Regions from separate parts of the Capra hircus genome. Here region 2 is linked to region 1. The links are chromatin contacts, called in public Hi-C maps. All regions are on one chromosome and are shown on one strand. The core of a region is the stretch at or near the end of the contact, and the rest is flanking DNA. Distances in the headings are between cores, read along the strand shown.

Region 1 (4,022 bases), core at 508-3,007:
AACCAAAGAAAAGAGCCTTCTGTAGAATAGGGTAAAACAGTCTTTGATCAGAAGAGACCTGTTGTTTTGCCTCTGCAGGATGATAAGTAGGTGAAGCAACTGAAGATAGAAATGATCACCGTTGCTTTCCTAGGCTACTGGGGTTTATACAGCTCGGACACTTGCTGTATGGGAAGGCTTTATTCCTATGGGCTCATCAGTCCAGTGTCTTGGAACTCCCTACTCCATCTGAAGGCTAACGGTTTTTGAAAGTGATTTATTTACATGTCAGCTCACTGGATTCTCTTTCTTTGCCTCGGCTCATGAGATCTTAGTTCTGTAACTAGAGGTGAAACCTGGACTCTCAGCAGTGAAAGCATGGACTCATAACCACCGGACCACCAAGGAATTCCCTCAGTGGATTCTTCCGAAACATACTTGCCTATTGGATGGGTTCATTCATGCTGCCTCCCTAGGTGCCATAGTAATTTGTATCTTTGGACTTCTGGGGTGGTTTTTTTGTTTGTTTTTCTTTTTAGTTTTGGTGGAGCCATGCAGCTCTGGGATCTTAGTTCCCCAACCAAGGATCAAACCTGTACCTCAGCAGTGAGAACACAGAGTTCTGATCACCGGACTGCCAGGGAATTCCTCTGGAGTTTGTTTTTAAAAGTAGACAAAGATGTGTGTCTTTATCTCATCTGAAGGTTTTTTTTTTTTTTTTTTTTAGGGTTAAGGATGTCACATGTGATATCTCATTTTTTCTCCCTCTGTTGATCCCTCATTTTATTGTCTCATCAGACTTGAGAGAATCAGAATCTTGAACTCTTGATTTTTGTCCTAGAGAGGAAGTTGCAAATGAAAGGTCCTTTTGCCACCAATGCCCGCCCCCCCGACAATTGCAGAAGAATATCTTGGCTAGTAGCAGCAATTAGTTTTCTAAAGCAACTGTTTTCCCTTCCAACCAATTTTGTCCATATGAGTCAGCTTCCTCTGTTCGCTGCCTTCCCACGCTGTCTTGGGGAGGCAGGTCTTCCAGACACACTGTCGTGAGAGGAAATGTTGAAAAGCCCACTTGCCTTTTGCTCTTACAAGTGGATTCCTCTGCAGCCGGGGCCCCAGTCTCCTGTCTGGGATCAGTTAGATCTTGTATTAAAAACCACAGTTGTTCTGGAACCAACTTACTACCACCCCAAAAAGAATGTTTCCAAGTAGATTCAGATTAGTACCACACACCAAAAATGGCTGAAGGACAGTGCTTTGGAAAAGGGAGAGAAACAAAAATGTGACCTGGAGGAGTTTTTGAAGACTCGCCAGCTACCCGAGGGAGAGTAAGTAATGAAATAAACCCACCCCGTCCCAAATCCAAGAAGCCACCTGGGGTGAGAGAACCTTTTCTAGCACTAATTTTTGCCTCCCTCAGGCAGCCAGAAGAATGGACTGTTCCCTGGTAATGCCACATTTCCACGGAAAAATCTATTAGGCTTTGCGGTTTTTATTTCCAAACTGAGTAGTATGCAGAGCCAGAGGTGAGATAAGGACAAGCAGCAGAAGTGTGCCTACCGACTTTCCATCCTGTCTGCAGCCCTGCCCTGCTGGCACCCCAGAGACTGGTGAGTGTGTCCTCTGGCTGGAAGCGAAAAAGGAGGGTGAAAACGAAACGACAGAGCCGCGCCTCACGTCAGACAGCTCCCCACCTCCTGCAGTCCAGCATCGCAGACCCTTGCTGCCGAGGGGACCACACTGAGAGTTTATACACACAACCGCAGCCACTCAGCGCGCGAAGCCCTGCGCAGGGGCCGTGGGGAAGGCCCTACATCTCCACGGCCCCCTGGGCCTTCCTGTGCACTGAGGAGAGGACGGAGTCTGACGAGAGCATCAGAACTAGGGAAGTTGGGAGGATTAAATGGAACCACGTGTGAAAAACCAGGGCCTGGGAGTTCCCTGCCAGTCCAGTGGTTAAAACTCCACGCTGCCAGTGCAGGGGGCGTGGGTTTGGTCCCTGGTCAGGGAACTAAGGCCCCACACTGCAGCTTTTTTCTTTGAGGCCAAAGAAAAAGTAGCAAGCCCTGGTATACTTGCAGTGATGCCAGTTGAAACCAAGCTCCCTGGGATCCACAAGAGGAAGAGCTCACATCCAGCTGGGGGGACTCCGGGAAGACTTCATGGAGGAGTGGACTTTGAGCTGGTTCTCTAAGGGCAGATTGGCGGGAGGGCAGCAATTCCCCCCTCTGTCACTTGGCAGCCCTGTGACCTGGGACTAGTGATTTGATTGTATTCAGCTTCAGGCTCCTCATCTCTGAAATGAGGGTAATACTCCTCTTACTGGAGCGTAAATTCGAATCCAATGTCATAGTAACTATCTGGAATGTGGTAGCTGTTGTGATTATTTAAGGACTAGAAGGTACCAGTCCAGATAACGCAGGCAAAGTCACAGAACGAGGGAAGGCCGTGAGGGAAAGTGGAATTGCACCTCCATTGACAGTCCTCGCATTTCTTCAGCGCTGTTTTTCTGCGCTATCGCAAGCACCCAGGACAGTCCCTAGCACACAGTCCTCAATAAACGTTTGTTCGCTATCTTGAGATTCGGTGACATCTCAGCCCACCTCCCGAGCCTGCGCTGGTGCCTTACTCCACGCTTGCTGATCACCCTGTTTGCCACGCTGAAAGCCCGGAGGTGACTCGAGTCCTGTCTACCCCTCCCTCTTCTCAGAAGTCAGGGCTGGATTCCCAGAAGTGCCTCTTGAGTTTGTCATCCTCCCTTTGTCCCCACCGCCTCAGCGCGTCATCCCTGCTCAGCTGTCGCGGCAGCCTTCAATCTTGTCTTCCCGCCACCAGCGCAGGACGGTAGGCAGTAAAGCTGGGGCTCCGTGGCGTGGTCCGGTTATGGAGGATGGCTGCACCTTTCCTCTGCCGGAACAGGCGTTTGGCAAGGGACAAAGTACTTTCTGACTTAAGTTTCGTGAGACGTCCTGCCCCAGAATCCTTGAATTCATGCACCTGACCCACGTCGGGCAGGCGGCTCTCCTCCAGCCTCTTCTGCTCTGCGCATCTGTCCCTGGCTCGCAGCTGCTCTTTGTATCTGTTCCTTTCCGCTGGAGTCTTGTGCAGGAGGAGCAAAGCCGGGAGACTGGGATATTTATAAATAGAAAGTGGGTGTAGAGTTCTGCAGTGGCAAATGTTTTTTAAAACGGCTAATTCCATCTCCTCCACCATTTGAGCTTTCAAATTCCTGTCCACCTCCTCATCTTTCATCTTTTCCCAAAAGTTTCTGCACTCTCCTTGGTCAAGGCCATGATCAACTTGGAAACCATGGTGGTTAAGAGGTGTCGCCTGCAAAGAGGTGCCCCTACAGACAGCCATACAGAGTAAAGCTGTCAAGATGGTGTAAGATGGTGCTGGTGGTTCAGTCACCAAGTTGGGTTCGACTCTTCTGTGAATCCGTGGGCTGTAGCCCGCCAGGCTCCTCTGTCCGTGGGATTCTCCAGGCAAGAATACTGGAGAGGGTTGCCATCTCCTCCTCCAGGGGATCTTCCCAACACAGGGATTGAACCTGTGTCTCCTGCATTGGCAGGTAGGTTCTTCACCACTGGGGGAAGCCGTCAGGGAAGCCCTCCTTACCACCTAACGGTAGAGCATTTGCTGGCGGCCTGCTGCATGATCTGCCCATAGATCCATTAGCTTCAACCCATGAAACAGCCATATAAACAAGAAACAGTCCCATTTTATTGATGGAAAAGTGAAGCTCAGGTTTAACTGATTTACCCAAGACTGATAAATGACAAAACCAGGATCCAGATCTGGGCCTGCAAACCTGGGGAATTTCTAAGATGTCATGTGCATATACTGAGTTCTATTTTTCTACATAAAAATAGGGAAACCGATTTAAACGAGGTAAAAATGAAATGATGAGAGAGAACTTGTGATCTTATAACCATGTGGATATATATATCATTGTATATCATGGTTGCATACTCAGAAGCCCAGCAGACTGGCTTAATTAAGAGGTGGGATTTAGATAACTTCCCGGCAGTCCAGTGCTTAGG
Region 2 (3,880 bases), core at 709-3,208, 120 kb after region 1:
TGCCAGCGTGCTGTGCAGCCCCCGGCCCCCGCCACCCCACTCTGGCTCTTCACTGCAGCTCTGCTCTTGCTTAGCTGTTGGGGTGGGGGTCGGGGCGGGTTTTTTGTGTTTATTTTTTTTTAACTGGGTGAAGAGCCAGATAGCTACTGTCCCCGGGTGCCAGGCAAGCCCCGGTCCTTGGTTCCCTGAGGGGAGCCTGCCCTCCTCTCTTGGGGCACCATCCAGCCTCAGGGTCTGCAGGGACTTGAGTGAGAGTGTGCATGGTAAAGGGTGAGGCCAGAGGAGACGTGAGGTCGCAGGGTGGGTCTGTGGAGGTCAGAGGTTGCAGGGCGGCGTTTGGGATAGCTTCCACCCAGGCCTGAGCGGCTGGTGGGCTGGTGGGCTGGTGGGTGAGTGAGCGAGCTGGGAAGCAGGGCTGTCCAGGGAGGGGCGGGGAAGGTAGAACGCTGTCCGGGTCCTCCTCGCTGCAGGTGAGGGTCTCGGCAGCGTCTCTGCCCCGGGACCGGGCAGGCAGCCTAGTGTTAGCTCGGGGGCCCCTTACCCAGAGGAGAGGGTGGCCAGGTGGAGGCCCAGTGGATGGTAGGCTGCTTCATTTCTTCAGAGGGGTGAGTGGATGGAAGGAGGCCAGGAACCCCAGCCTGAGCGAGACCGCCGCGCACCCCACAGTCTGACTGCACAGAGCGGCCTCTGTGGGCAGAAGGCGCCGAGGCTCCCCTTCCTGTGTATTCAGAACCCATGTTTGCCAATATATTTTGCTTTCAATTCCAAGAGGAGCTCTGGGAAAACCTGTGGATAAAACCAAATGCCAAATGTTGGACGTTGTTTCCTTTTCCTTTTTCTCTCTCTGATTGTTTTAATTGTTTTGTGGTGGTTTTAATGGATTTGAGACCCTGGAGCGGCAGCTGCCTTTCTGATTTCCAGCTGCTTTTTGTGAATAATTTAAAAAGAAAAAAAAAAAGAAACTTTACATTTTGGAGACAAACCTGTGTGAGTTTTTTATTGGTACAAACGTTGTATTTAACACTAGGGGTTTTGTACAGTTTTTTGCCTTTTCTACTAGAAAACAATGTAAAGTGATTTCACAATGTGAAGAGAAAAAATTGCCACTATGACCAAACGCACAGTCTGTTCTGCAGCAACAACGGGATTCAATCAACTCAAAGTCGTGATTCAGCCGTAGAAATGCTTTTTCTTTACCTTGTTTGAGCTTTTCCTTTCTTTCCTGTTTTGATTTGCAAAAGAAAATGTCTTTTTTGTGTGAACTTGTGTTGTACTATGTAGAAAATTATGGATTTTACTTTAATGGTTTAAAAAAAAAAAAAAAAAGGCAAGAAGAGCCCCTGTAGCTTTTCTGACCTGATCACAGAGTTTGTGTAGTGGATTAAAAAAGAAAAAAAAAATTGTTACAAGTTTGGAGCAAGGGAGTATGTGTTTAAAAGGAAATCTTCCTTTTTTGTGTGTTTTTCCTTTTGTCCCAATGGGGAACCTAAAATCTGTTTTAATTGCACAGACACACGGACAAAAAGTCATTTTGTATCTGCCAAGTGTGGTACCTTCCTTTGTTTATTTGCTATTAAACTGTTTGAGAAGAGCTGCCGTTGTCTTCTGTGTTACTGATTGCTGGGGCAGGTGTGGCCTTTGGGGCAGATTGGCCTTCCTGAGGAAGGGGTGGGCACTCTAGTGTGGTTTCACTTTGATGTGCCTGTTAGTATCCAGTGGGACCACCCCAGACTCCTGAAAGAACAGGATTTCTTTCAGAAAAGTGCCTTCTGTGTGGATCCTGCATTCTTCTCAACGGACCCACTAACCAGGAGGCCCTTACACAGCTTTTTGGCAGCCTTCATTTCTGTGCTTCTTCCATCGCCAGTAGTGGACGCCACCCTGCAGGACTGGCCCAGACCTGTGAGTGCAAGTCCCTTCCTTGGCTGCGGGGTTCCTGCCCCCAGGGAGGCAGCCAGCGAGCACCGAGGTGCCGCGTCGGGCCTTCTCGCTCCAGACCAAAGTGCGTGGGCTCCTTTTCCCCTCTTTCCTGACCTCAGGACAAGGTCACATTTCTAGGGTTTCTTGGGTTTACCTCTCAGTAATTCTAGATCACTTTCCAAGTGAGGCCCATACCGAGGCTTCCCCTCCTGCCTCTGTGGACTGTGGATGCAGTCAGCCCCTGGGCCGGGAAGCTCGCCCCCTGGCTGAGGCATGAGCTTGTCTTGCCCCTTCCTACCGCGGTCAGCATCACTCCCCTGGGAGGCCCATCCTCGTGAAGCTGGCGCCTGTGCAGGGGCCTGCAAGCGGCTCTGGCCAGTAGGTGGGCCAGGCCTCAGCCTTCTCATCAGGCTGGCTCCGTGTGGGGTGGGTATGGAGTAGTGTTTGCCACAGTGGGTTGTACTGGGTGCTAGTCCAGCAAGTGTTTATGCAGTCATTGTCCCAGCTTGTGTTCACTGACCACCGTCCTAATGCTGCGGGGAACACTGGACGCACTAAACGCTCTCATCTTTATAACCCCTGGGGGGCCTACTGTTCCCATCCCCACCAGGCAGATGAGCAAACTGAAGTTAAAAGAAATTGGGTTGTGGGCCTCTCTGGTGATCCACCGGTTAAGACTCCATGCCTCCACTGCAGGGGGCATGGGGTTGATCCTGCGCGCCACATGGCATGGCCCCCAGGATAAATAAAAATAAGAAAAATACTTAAGAAAAAGAAATAGTATCGGGGTGAGGGGAGCATTAATCTTGCCCTCTGCAAAAAAGATAAGTCAAGTTTATTTACAAACATCTAGTATGTTGAGTTCAAGAGTTTGATCCTTTTTTCAAAGAGATTGCACCTCTTAAAATGCTCCCCTTCATATCTTGTCTCCTGAATTCCCCACCCGGCCCCAGCCATGCCGCACAGCTTTTGGAATCTTACTTCCCCAACCAGAAATTGAAGCCCAGGCCCTCAGTGGTGAAAGCACAGAGTCCTAACCGCTGGACCACCGGGAGTTCCCTCTTGGATTATATTTCAGGTCGTGAGTGTCTTGGTATGAAGATCAGCAAATCCAGATCCAGGCTACAAAATTCACAGCTAGTAGCTTCCACTTGTTTTCCCCCGAAAGTGGGGAAATCTTCCCACGGACGCTCTGTCCCAGCGTTGCAACGCCGGTGGATCTCTGCGAAGGTCTTGGAGCCTGAAGGTGGAAGTGACCGCAGCCACCCAGCAAGACTGCCTTTCCCAACCACCCCATCCCCCTGTGTCCAAAGTACTGCCACACTCCTTTGAGTCTTTTTGTCCTGTGCACATTTTAGAAATAGAACTAGGAACTGAAAAAAAGGAGACACTGAGTTGCTCTTGGGAAGTGGTGTGCACCGAAGAGTCAAACCAGGTCTGCCTGACTTGCAGGCCCTCATCCTAGAGAAGTAACTCCGTAGAAGCGACTGAGTCTGCTGTGCTTACCTGTGCAGACTCATCACGTGTGATCAGCGTGCTGTCCTCTAGGCTCAAGGGGAGGGACCCTACATCCCTCTGACTCCCTCAGTGGTGCATTTATCTCAGCTTTGTCTTCAAAGTGACTCTCAGTCACTTTAAGGGATTCACTAGTAACTCAGTCTCCAAATTGTTGGTCAGCATGCCCCTGCGAGGTGCCACTTCCCTTGAATACTGGGGTGCTTCCTAAACGTCATTCCTGCCACACAGTTCTTTCTTTAGATCAGTTCAGTCACTCAGTCATGTCCGACTCTTTGCGACCCCATCAGCCGCAGCATGCCAGGCCTGCCTGTCCATCACCAACTCCCGGAGTTCACCCAAAACCGTGTCCATCGAGTCAGTGATGCCATCCAGCCGTCTCATCCTCTGTTGTCCCCTTCTCCTCCTCCCCTCAATCTTTCCCAGCATCAGGGTCTTTTCCAAT

The links. Hi-C and Micro-C count contacts between places; a contact is called where the count stands out from the background.
Region 2: a contact with region 1 is called in a Hi-C map of blood, with 5 times the contacts expected there. The contact joins two enhancer-like sites. A contact is called at or near these places in 2 of 5 Hi-C or Micro-C datasets (both in blood).

The regions. Positions count from the first base shown.
Region 1 is chr15:5,576,249-5,580,270 of ARS1.2, forward strand. No RefSeq gene overlaps it. Among named protein-coding and RNA genes, the nearest start is that of C1QTNF4, 13 kb to the right of the region's middle. Within about 2 kb of position 1,758, at least 1 of the 5 cell types and tissues checked has an H3K27ac peak or open chromatin away from gene starts, as enhancers often do.
Region 2 is chr15:5,698,328-5,702,207 of ARS1.2, forward strand. CELF1 (CUGBP Elav-like family member 1) reads left to right here. Exons shown (of 15, transcript XM_018059102.1): 15 at 1-1,591. Among named protein-coding and RNA genes, the nearest start is that of RAPSN, 12 kb to the right of the region's middle. Within about 2 kb of position 1,959, at least 1 of the 5 cell types and tissues checked has an H3K27ac peak or open chromatin away from gene starts, as enhancers often do.